2 separate regions of the Mus musculus genome follow, and region 2 is linked to region 1. Evidence: chromatin contacts called from public promoter capture Hi-C data. All regions are on one chromosome and are shown on one strand. The core of a region is the stretch at or near the end of the contact, and the rest is flanking DNA. Distances in the headings are between cores, read along the strand shown. Region 1 holds the start of Uck1 (uridine-cytidine kinase 1). Region 2 holds the start of 1700084E18Rik (RIKEN cDNA 1700084E18 gene).

What was found. Promoter capture Hi-C pulls out the DNA fragments that hold promoters and counts their contacts.
Region 2: a contact with region 1 is called in a promoter capture Hi-C map of liver, with 4 times the contacts expected there. The contact joins the promoter of 1700084E18Rik here to the promoter of Uck1 in region 1. A contact is called at or near these places in 2 of 39 promoter capture datasets (liver and pre-B cells) and 1 of 9 other capture datasets (adipose tissue).

The regions. Positions count from the first base shown.
Region 1 is chr2:32,257,893-32,262,047 of GRCm38.p6, forward strand. Uck1 (uridine-cytidine kinase 1) reads right to left here and starts at 2,213. Exons shown (of 7, transcript NM_011675.2): 1 at 2,017-2,213; 2 at 1,688-1,847; 3 at 679-775; 4 at 385-527; 5 at 198-292. The coding sequence starts at 2,142.
Region 2 is chr2:30,235,220-30,239,374 of GRCm38.p6, forward strand. 1700084E18Rik (RIKEN cDNA 1700084E18 gene) reads right to left here and starts at 2,412. Exons shown (of 1, transcript NR_028299.1): 1 at 1,978-2,412. Lrrc8a (leucine rich repeat containing 8A VRAC subunit A) reads left to right here and starts at 2,550. Exons shown (of 4, transcript NM_177725.4): 1 at 2,550-2,586.

The DNA of each region.
Region 1 (4,155 bases), core at 963-3,462:
AACAGCTCATACGGGCACACCGGGGTCTAGCCTGAGACACATAGGCCAACAGTGCAGATAGCTCCCAGGCGGACAGAGCTGAGAGCCATGCAGTCACCCCAGGGTCTAGCCTGAGACACACTGGCAAACAGTGCAGACAGCTCCCAGGTGGACAGAGCTGACCCCCAATTTTGAGTTTGAATGCATAAAGGCAATACCGGCAGGCAGAACTCCTCAAAGGCTGGTTTCACAAAGGCGGTGTACTGAGTCAGGATCTGCTCCAGGTCCCTTCCTCGTTGCACATCCCGGAGAACTGCAGCAACAGGAACAAGGCACCATCATATGCCATCCTCCTTGGGACTCCTGGAAAACCCCAACCCCAGCCAGGGACCCAGAGGCCCTTACCTCTTCGAGACAGCCTAACATCAGAGTCTGTGTCCACAAAGAGGCGCAGGTGGAACATGTCCCGGATCTCCTGGGTGTAGAATACCAAGATGCCCTCGAACAGAACCACATCAGCTGGGTAGACCACAGTGGTCTCTGGTAACCTGCCAGGGAGAGACCAGGCTAGGCCCTGCTTGATGGCCCGCTCACATTAGTAACAAGGGGCCTGAGTAGAGGACAGTCCATGGAAACAGACTGCGATGGGACCCACCACGGGACTGGGTGTGACAGCCCTCCCAGGAACCACCTGCTTACCTTGAGTGGGTCACAAAATCATAGGTAGGGACCTCGACAGTTTTGCCTTCAACAATGTTTTTCAGGGTCTTGTGCATCAGATCATTATCAAAAGCATCTACAAAAACAGGAGAAGCCCAAACTGCCCATTTGCTCTGGTGCAGCAGAGGAGGAGGACCACCTCTGCCCAAGGGCAGCGCAGCTGGGAGCCAGGGGTGCTGAGGACCCCACAGCACACCCCAGGATGAAGGGTAAGGTTGTCCCACCAGAAACTGGAACAAAGACTTTCTGATTGGCTGACACTGGGGGAAAGAGATCATTTGAGCCTCTGCTCCTCTGTATCTGGCAAAACAAAGTTAAGAGTCCTATTCTCTGACCTTCAGGAGTCCCTAGGAAAGCTTAAACCTTCAGGAACACAGGCCCCTACCAGGCCAGGAAGCTCCAAGGCCTGAGCCCCAGATTAACCTCTGTTTCTACAACTGGCCTCCCTGAAGACTGACTGCCCCGAGACAGCTTGGGGAATCCAAAGGTCAGGCAGGCGGTAGGTAGGGTGTACAAAGGGCTCCTCAGCAACAAGGTGCCAGGCAGAGATTTCAACACATCAAGAAGCGATCCTCAACATCTCCTGGCTCCTCCTTCCTAAGTGGCTCTAGCAAAAATCTTGAGTCACTCCAGGCTCATGGAATTCAGCAAACCCTACCTTTCTGTGGGCCCACTACCAAGGGAAATGAGGGTAATGTTTCACGGAGCCCCATTGCTGCTGCATTCAATCCCCGCCCCCCTTGGCAGTTGGTGTCCAGCAGTTCTCTCTGGACAGCCTCAGTCTGGCACTTTGCATCCTATGTACACATCCCTGGACAGCCTCGGTGGCAGTCTGCATCCAACAAACATCTCCTACAGCCCTGGTCCAGCAGTCTGCATCCATACACATCTCTGTATCTGTCTGGCAGTCTGCAATCTCTGTAGAGCCCATATCTCACAGCAGTTTATCCTCTACCCCCAGCTCTCCAGGCAGACATTCTCCAGGTACCTGGGTGGTCAAAATTGTACTGTCCCTTCAAAGCCTTGGCCTTCTGCTCGGCCGTCAGAACCTTGTAGAAGCAGTCCTGGCTCAGGATGACCAACTTGCGCTGCCGGCGGTCCACTTCGTTCTGTCCCAGCAGCTCCATGATCTTCTCACACACTGTTGACTGGGGACAGAAGGTGCCAAAAGTGAGCTTGTGCACTGAGTGACCCGCCAGCCCCTGGGGACGACCCCCTTAGCTGCTAGCAACAGGTGCCGCGGTTGGGCCAGAGGCAATGGCGCCCCAACCAGCGGCCTGGCAATCCCTCCGCGAGGCCCAGGCGCAGGGCGCTCACCTTGCCACTAGCGGTGCCGCCGCTCACGCCGATGAGGAACGGCCGCGGCTGGGGACGATCGGCCTCGGGCGCGGCGCTCTCCGAGCCGCCGCCTCCCGCCGAAGCCATATCCGGAGCGACGGACATACATTCACCGACTCTGCCCGCTCCCGCCTGGACGTAGTGACGGATGCTGTGCGCATCGCTTCCGGGGACATGAGCGCATGCGCGCATGAGGCGCGGCACTCAAGGCCGTGTCCCTGAAGAGCCTCAGTGACTCCAGAATGACCCCTTTACCTGGAGGCGGGGCCTGGATGGGGCTCCACCTCCCGACGAGACGCACACTCAAGTGCTGGACTAGACCAAGGTCTCCAGCCCACTGACCCCTATTTCCCTAGCACAGCCGAGATCCTGTCACCCACAGGGTTAGGACCGTCCCTGCCTTATGCTTAACCCCATCAGTGCCTCCTGCCACGTGAGAACGTGTCATCCTGAGACACTTAGGAAGACCTCCCTCTCCCTGGCGCATTATTTAAGTATCTATGAATCTGTTAAAATCTCTTGATTTTTAGACAGATTCTTACCGCATAGCCCTTGCTGTCTGGTACTCTGAAGCCCAGGCTGGCCCCAAACATTCTCCTGCCTCAGCCTTCTGAGGGTGGGAGTAACAAGCATGTACCACCATGCCTGGCTTTTTAAAAAAAGGAAATATTTATAATAATTTTATTTATATGTGCTTGTGTGTGTGTTATGGGTCTGTGCACATGACTGAAGTGCCTGGGGAGTGTCAGATCCCCATAAGGCTGTAGTTACAGGCAGTTGTGAGCTGCCCATTTTAAATGCTGGGAACTGAACTCTGGTCCTATGCAAGAGCAGTACACTTTTTTTTTTTTCCACTTTACTTTATATGTATGGCTGTTTTACGTGCCCGTGTTTTTGTACCACATGCTTGGAGTTCCCACAGCGACCAGAAGAGGGAGTCGGTTCCCTCTGGTAGTGAACTTTCTAACAGTTAAAAGCTACCAGTAGGTACTGGGAATTGAAACTAGGCTTCTGGAAGAGCAGTCACTCCAACTCTCACTCCAACTCCAACAACCTGGCTTTTAAATTCTGTTGTTGTTGTTGTTGTTGTTTTGCTTTCTTTATGACAAATGTCTCATTGCGTAGCCCAAGCTGGCCTAGAACTTGCAAAGGAGATACGAATGGCTCTGAACTCACAGTGAGAGACCTCCTGCTTCTGCCTCCTGAGTACTAAGAATAAAGGCGTGCGCCATCATGCCTGGTCTTCAATTCTTCCTGTGAGCATTGATTGCTCCTGACGTTCATTTGCTATGAATACTTAGGGGGTTGAGAAATGGGGTGGAGCACTTACCTGGACGCTGCTGGACTCTCCAGTCTTGCTGCCTGCCTCGAGCAGAGGTGCTGCCAGTCCACCAGCCCAACTGCTTTTATGTCAGCACAGACTTGAAGCACTTGGTTGAGGCCTTAAGACAACCATGGAGTGGCCAGAGCTCCTGAAAGACCCAGCCTCATCCAGGCCTGTTTTAATTTGTACCAGACTTTTCTATCATAAGTCTCTAGATGGCCTGGGCCAGAGTGGGAGCCTGGAAGGAAAGACTGAGAGAAAAGGATTGCTCGTTTTGAAGGAACAGCTTCAGACAGGCTTGTGAGAGTCAGGCGATGAACATGAGACTCAGGACTGCAAGGAACAGCCATGCCACCCAGATGCCACCTAGCTGTCCCTCGAGCCTCTCTAGGCATGGATGTTAGAACTCAGCTTTCCCTCGGGATTCAGTCCAGGATCTCAGCCCGTTAGATGGTGGGCCATCCAGGGCTGGCCTTCTTTTTGTCTTGGTTAAACTTTACCAGAAACACCTTCATAGAGACATTGTCTTTGGGTTTTACTGCTGTAAAAAAACACCATGAAAACTCTTCTATTTTATTTTATTTTATTTTATTTTATTTCGAGACAGGGTTTCTCTGTATAGCCCTGGCTGTCCTGGAACTCACTTTGTAGACCAGGCTGGCTTCGAACTCAGAAATCCGCCTGCCTCTGCCTCCTGAGTGCTGGGATTAAAGGCGTGCACCACCACATCTGGCTCATGGCAACTCTTATAAGGACAACATTTAACCAGGCTTACAGGTTCAGAGGTTCAGTAC
Region 2 (4,155 bases), core at 1,162-3,661, 2.0 Mb before region 1:
CAACCGCCTTAATTCAGACCCCTCGATACTTTGATGACTTGCGAACTGCCATGGACACTGATCTGAGGGCCACAGAGCAGTCCATAACTAAACTAGAAGAATCCTTGACCTCCCTGTCAGAGGTAGTACTGCAAAATAGGAGAGGGTTAGACCTCCTTTTCCTCAAAGAAGGAGGACTTTGTGCAGCCCTAAAAGAAGAGTGTTGCTTCTATGTAGACCATTCTAGAGTAATTAAAGATTCTATGTCAAAACTCAGGGATCGATTAGACAAGCGCAGAAGGGCAAGAGAAGATAGACAGAGCTGGTTTGAAAATTGGTTTAATAAGTCTCCTTGGTTTACCACCCTTGTTTCTACCCTTGCCGGTCCCCTAACCATTCTTTTGCTTTTGCTCACTTTTGGACCTTGCATTCTTAATAAGTTAGTGGCTTTTGTAAAAGACAGGGTTAATGCTGTACAGGTAATGGTGCTCCGACACACCAGTACCAGACTTTGCCAGAAAAGGAAGTGGGGTCGCTCTAAGATTAGAGCTACTCACAAGAAGTGGGGAAATGAAGAGTGGAAAAATACTGACTGCCCTGAGAACATGGGCCCCAGCCCCCTGCCAGAGGGCCTAATTACCCGGAACTTTTGAGAAAAACAACCGCAGACTGTTTCAATGTCCCAGGTGGTATTATTTGCAGATCCCCTGTGACTGGAGCTGTGGGCCACCATGTGGGTGCTGGGGAATCGAACCTTGGACCTTTGGAAGAGAAGCCAATGTTCTTTTTTAGTTTTTTGAGACAGGGTTTCTCTGTGCAGCCCTGGCTGTCCTGGAACTCACTCTGTAGACCAGGCTGGCCTCGAACTCAGAAATCCGCCTGCCTCTGCCTCCCAAGTGCTGGGATAAAAGGCATGGCCACCACGCCAGGCAGGATATCTTTTCTTGATGATCCATCCTGTTTCTCTTGTCCAGTGGTATCTGAATTTCTCTGTTGTATGTTTTTCTTCTCCTGGGAAGATAAAAACAAAACCCTGCCCCAACCCTAACTCTGGATTCTTTTGTGGACTAGCAGGGTATATCTTTCCCAGGGCAAAATGCTTTTTGGCAACAGAAAAAAAAAGCATTATCTTTGAAGTTGAAATTATTATTATTTTTAAAGTTTGAAACTAAATATACCTTAGTATGTGGATAAATATACTTATATCCCCCTTTCTCTTTATATAAATTTAAGGTTAAGGGGCTGGGCTGGAGAGATGGCTCAGCAGCTAAGAGCACTGACTGCTCTTCCAGAGGTCCTGTCACTGTAAAAGGGGGCGGAGATCATTCAGTGAGGGAAGGGTCATCTGTACAGCCTGTGTATATTAGTCAGCTGGTGCACACACCACTGATACCCAACTCCACAAAAACTCATTGCTGTGCTCCCTGCCTTTCTTCTTTCACGTAAGCTACTGGAACTCGTCCCATACTGGAGTACATGAAACACTTTGTTTTAATAGCTGAACAATTTCCCAACCTAAGGATTACTACAGTTAGCCTGGGAATTATGAGGACCCGGGAAGATTAACACACACACACAGCTAGCGTCTGGAGGCTTGGTTCTGAAGATGTGGTTTTATCCTCAGCTCAGCTCAAAATTCGCTGCTAACGTTAGGCTGGAGGTTTCCCGATAGAGAATTCCCCTCACACCCTCTGCCAATCCTCTATCTCCAGCCAGAAGCCGGGGAACCGGACAAAGAGATCCCCACCAGAAGCCCTTGCTTACAAAAGTCGGAGCAAAATACTGGATAAAGCAGATACTTAGTTTCAAAGTGACCACTGGACTCAGGACACACCTACCAGATTCCTAAACTCCAATACCTTCTCAAGCACGGCACTACCTCTCTCCCCTCTTCTACAAAAAGTTCCTAACCCAGTCCAGTCCAACGACTTCAAAGATCTCCTAGTGTGAGACAGTGAACTCGCCGGGGCGCGACTAATCGCCCAAGAAACCTTTAAATTTAGTTCAACTGTGTTTATTGCAGCGGCGGCGGAGAAGCCATTCAGTTAACTCGGAATTATGCGGCTTTTCAGGGACAACCGTCGCAAGCCGGACGTGTCGAGGCGCGCGTCAGCATCAGCAGGGCAGTTACATTTGCGGGCACCTGAAGAGTTTGGGCAGCGAGTCAGCTAACGAGCAGCACTAAAGGTATGAGGACGCTGGCCCAATGGCGATCGGAACCCGAACAAAGGAGGTGAGCGGATACTTGCGTCAGCTTGGGTCACTTGGCCGCTCTGGCCAGAGTAACGCATCCCTTAAGTTGCAGGGATCCCTGTCCCTTTAAGGGGGCTTAGTTCTGTCCCGTTACTTCCGCCCCGAAGTGGCTTGGCGCAGGCACGTGGACGGGAGTAGGGTGAAGCCGCCTCAAGCTTTCCCCTTAACAGACATGGCGACGGCCGGGATGCCGCGGGTGCGTCCGGCCGTGACGTCACTTCCGGGGCGGGGGAGGCAGAGTGGTGCAGTGAGGGACAAACAAAAGGAGGCGCTGGAGGAGCGCGGCGGCGGGCGGCCGGACTGGGAGGTGGAGGGCCCGGGCTGCCTGCGGGCGGCTGCGAGCGGAGAGCCCAGGTGAGCGGGTCGGGTGGGGGATGAGACGCGCGCTGTCACCGCACGGGACGCTCTCCTCGGACGCGCGCTCCGCCCCTTCAAGTTCTGCGGGGCTCTCGCTGCCCAGGGGCGCCGGCCACCCTGGCCCCGCGCTGGGCTTCGCTCCGCCCTGCCTCCCGCGGGCGCCGGCTCCGGTCTCCACCCTCCAGGCCGTGCGGCGGCGCGCGAGCCCCCTCCCGGGCACCCTGTTCTCCGCGCGCCTCTCACCCGAGTTTCCGCCGCGGTCCTCAGGCCGCACTTGCCGCGCTGGTCCCCGCAGATCCGCGCCCCTTGGCGCACGCGCCCCCTTCCCAGAGGTTCCACCCGGGGTTCTCTTGACAGCTCCCCCACCAGCTCTTACAGTTCTTGGCCGTGGGCTTCCCGGCGCCGGCTTCTCTTTAGACCACTCCCTCTTCCTGATCTCCCGGACTGTCCCCTGCTATGGGGAAGGGAGCACAGGCTTTTGGGACCTCAGACTGGGGCTCCCTGAACGACCGACTCCTGATATGAGAGTCTGTTTCGTTCTGTCCCTGTTTTGTGCATCTCTTGGGCAGGAGTGACAAGTACAGGAGGTTGTTGGTGAGCTGGAGGTCAGCAAAGGCGACCCCAAGCTGAAGGAACAGCAGAGTTCGGGATGACAGTGGCAGGGGGTGGGGGCTTGTTTTTTGAGATAGGGTCTCAACTATGTAGCCTTGACTGTCCTCAAACTCTCTCTGTAAACCAGGCTGGCTGGCCTCGAGCTCACGGAGATTCACCTGTCTGGTTCCTGAGTGCTGGGTAGAGACGTGGGCCTCTAACCTCTGTTTGAGACCAGGGTTCTTGAACCTGCCATGCACTGGACTGGAGTGAGTCAAGATGGGCTGGTTCTGCTTGATACAGTTGTTGTCTTGTTTTGAAAGAACACATTGAGTGAGCATTAGCTTTTTCTTGATGGGAACTGGGCTGACATAGTGGTAGTTCTAGGACAGCCACTCTTGTACAACCTCCTCTAACGCTGCCCTAGCTAGGACAGGGACAGCTTTAAGGATGAGGTGTGGAGGGGAGAGAGTCTTTGTGAGGATGGGGACACTTGTCTGCTGAATTTTGGAGACAGAAATGAGTAGCCAGAGGCTACAAAGTCTTTTCCTGCCTTGCAAGTGTGTCAGTGGTCTCTTTAACTCTGCCATCTGTGTTATGTCCTCTGAAGTAGAGAAAATGGCCAGTGCAGGAAGAATAAGTTGACCATTGAGGGTAGGAGAGGGGGTATATTCAGAGGCTCAGGGGTGGTGCCAGTGGGCTAGGCCGTTCATCCTGCTGTTTCCTTGATGAAGGTCGGGCTCTCCTCCAGCTGTCATGGGCAGGCAAGGGCAGGTGAGCAGTGTTGGAGGACAGCTTCCTGGAGATTTTCTGGGGTCTGAAGCTCCACATTGTTTGGGGGATGGTGTACAAAGCAGGGACCAGAGAAGCAATTGACAATACCTCCCACACCCAGGAGTCAGCCTCACATTCCTGTTCTCCATACCTAAGGCACATTTGCTAGGATGGAGTTTCCTTGCAAATCTGAATGGCCTT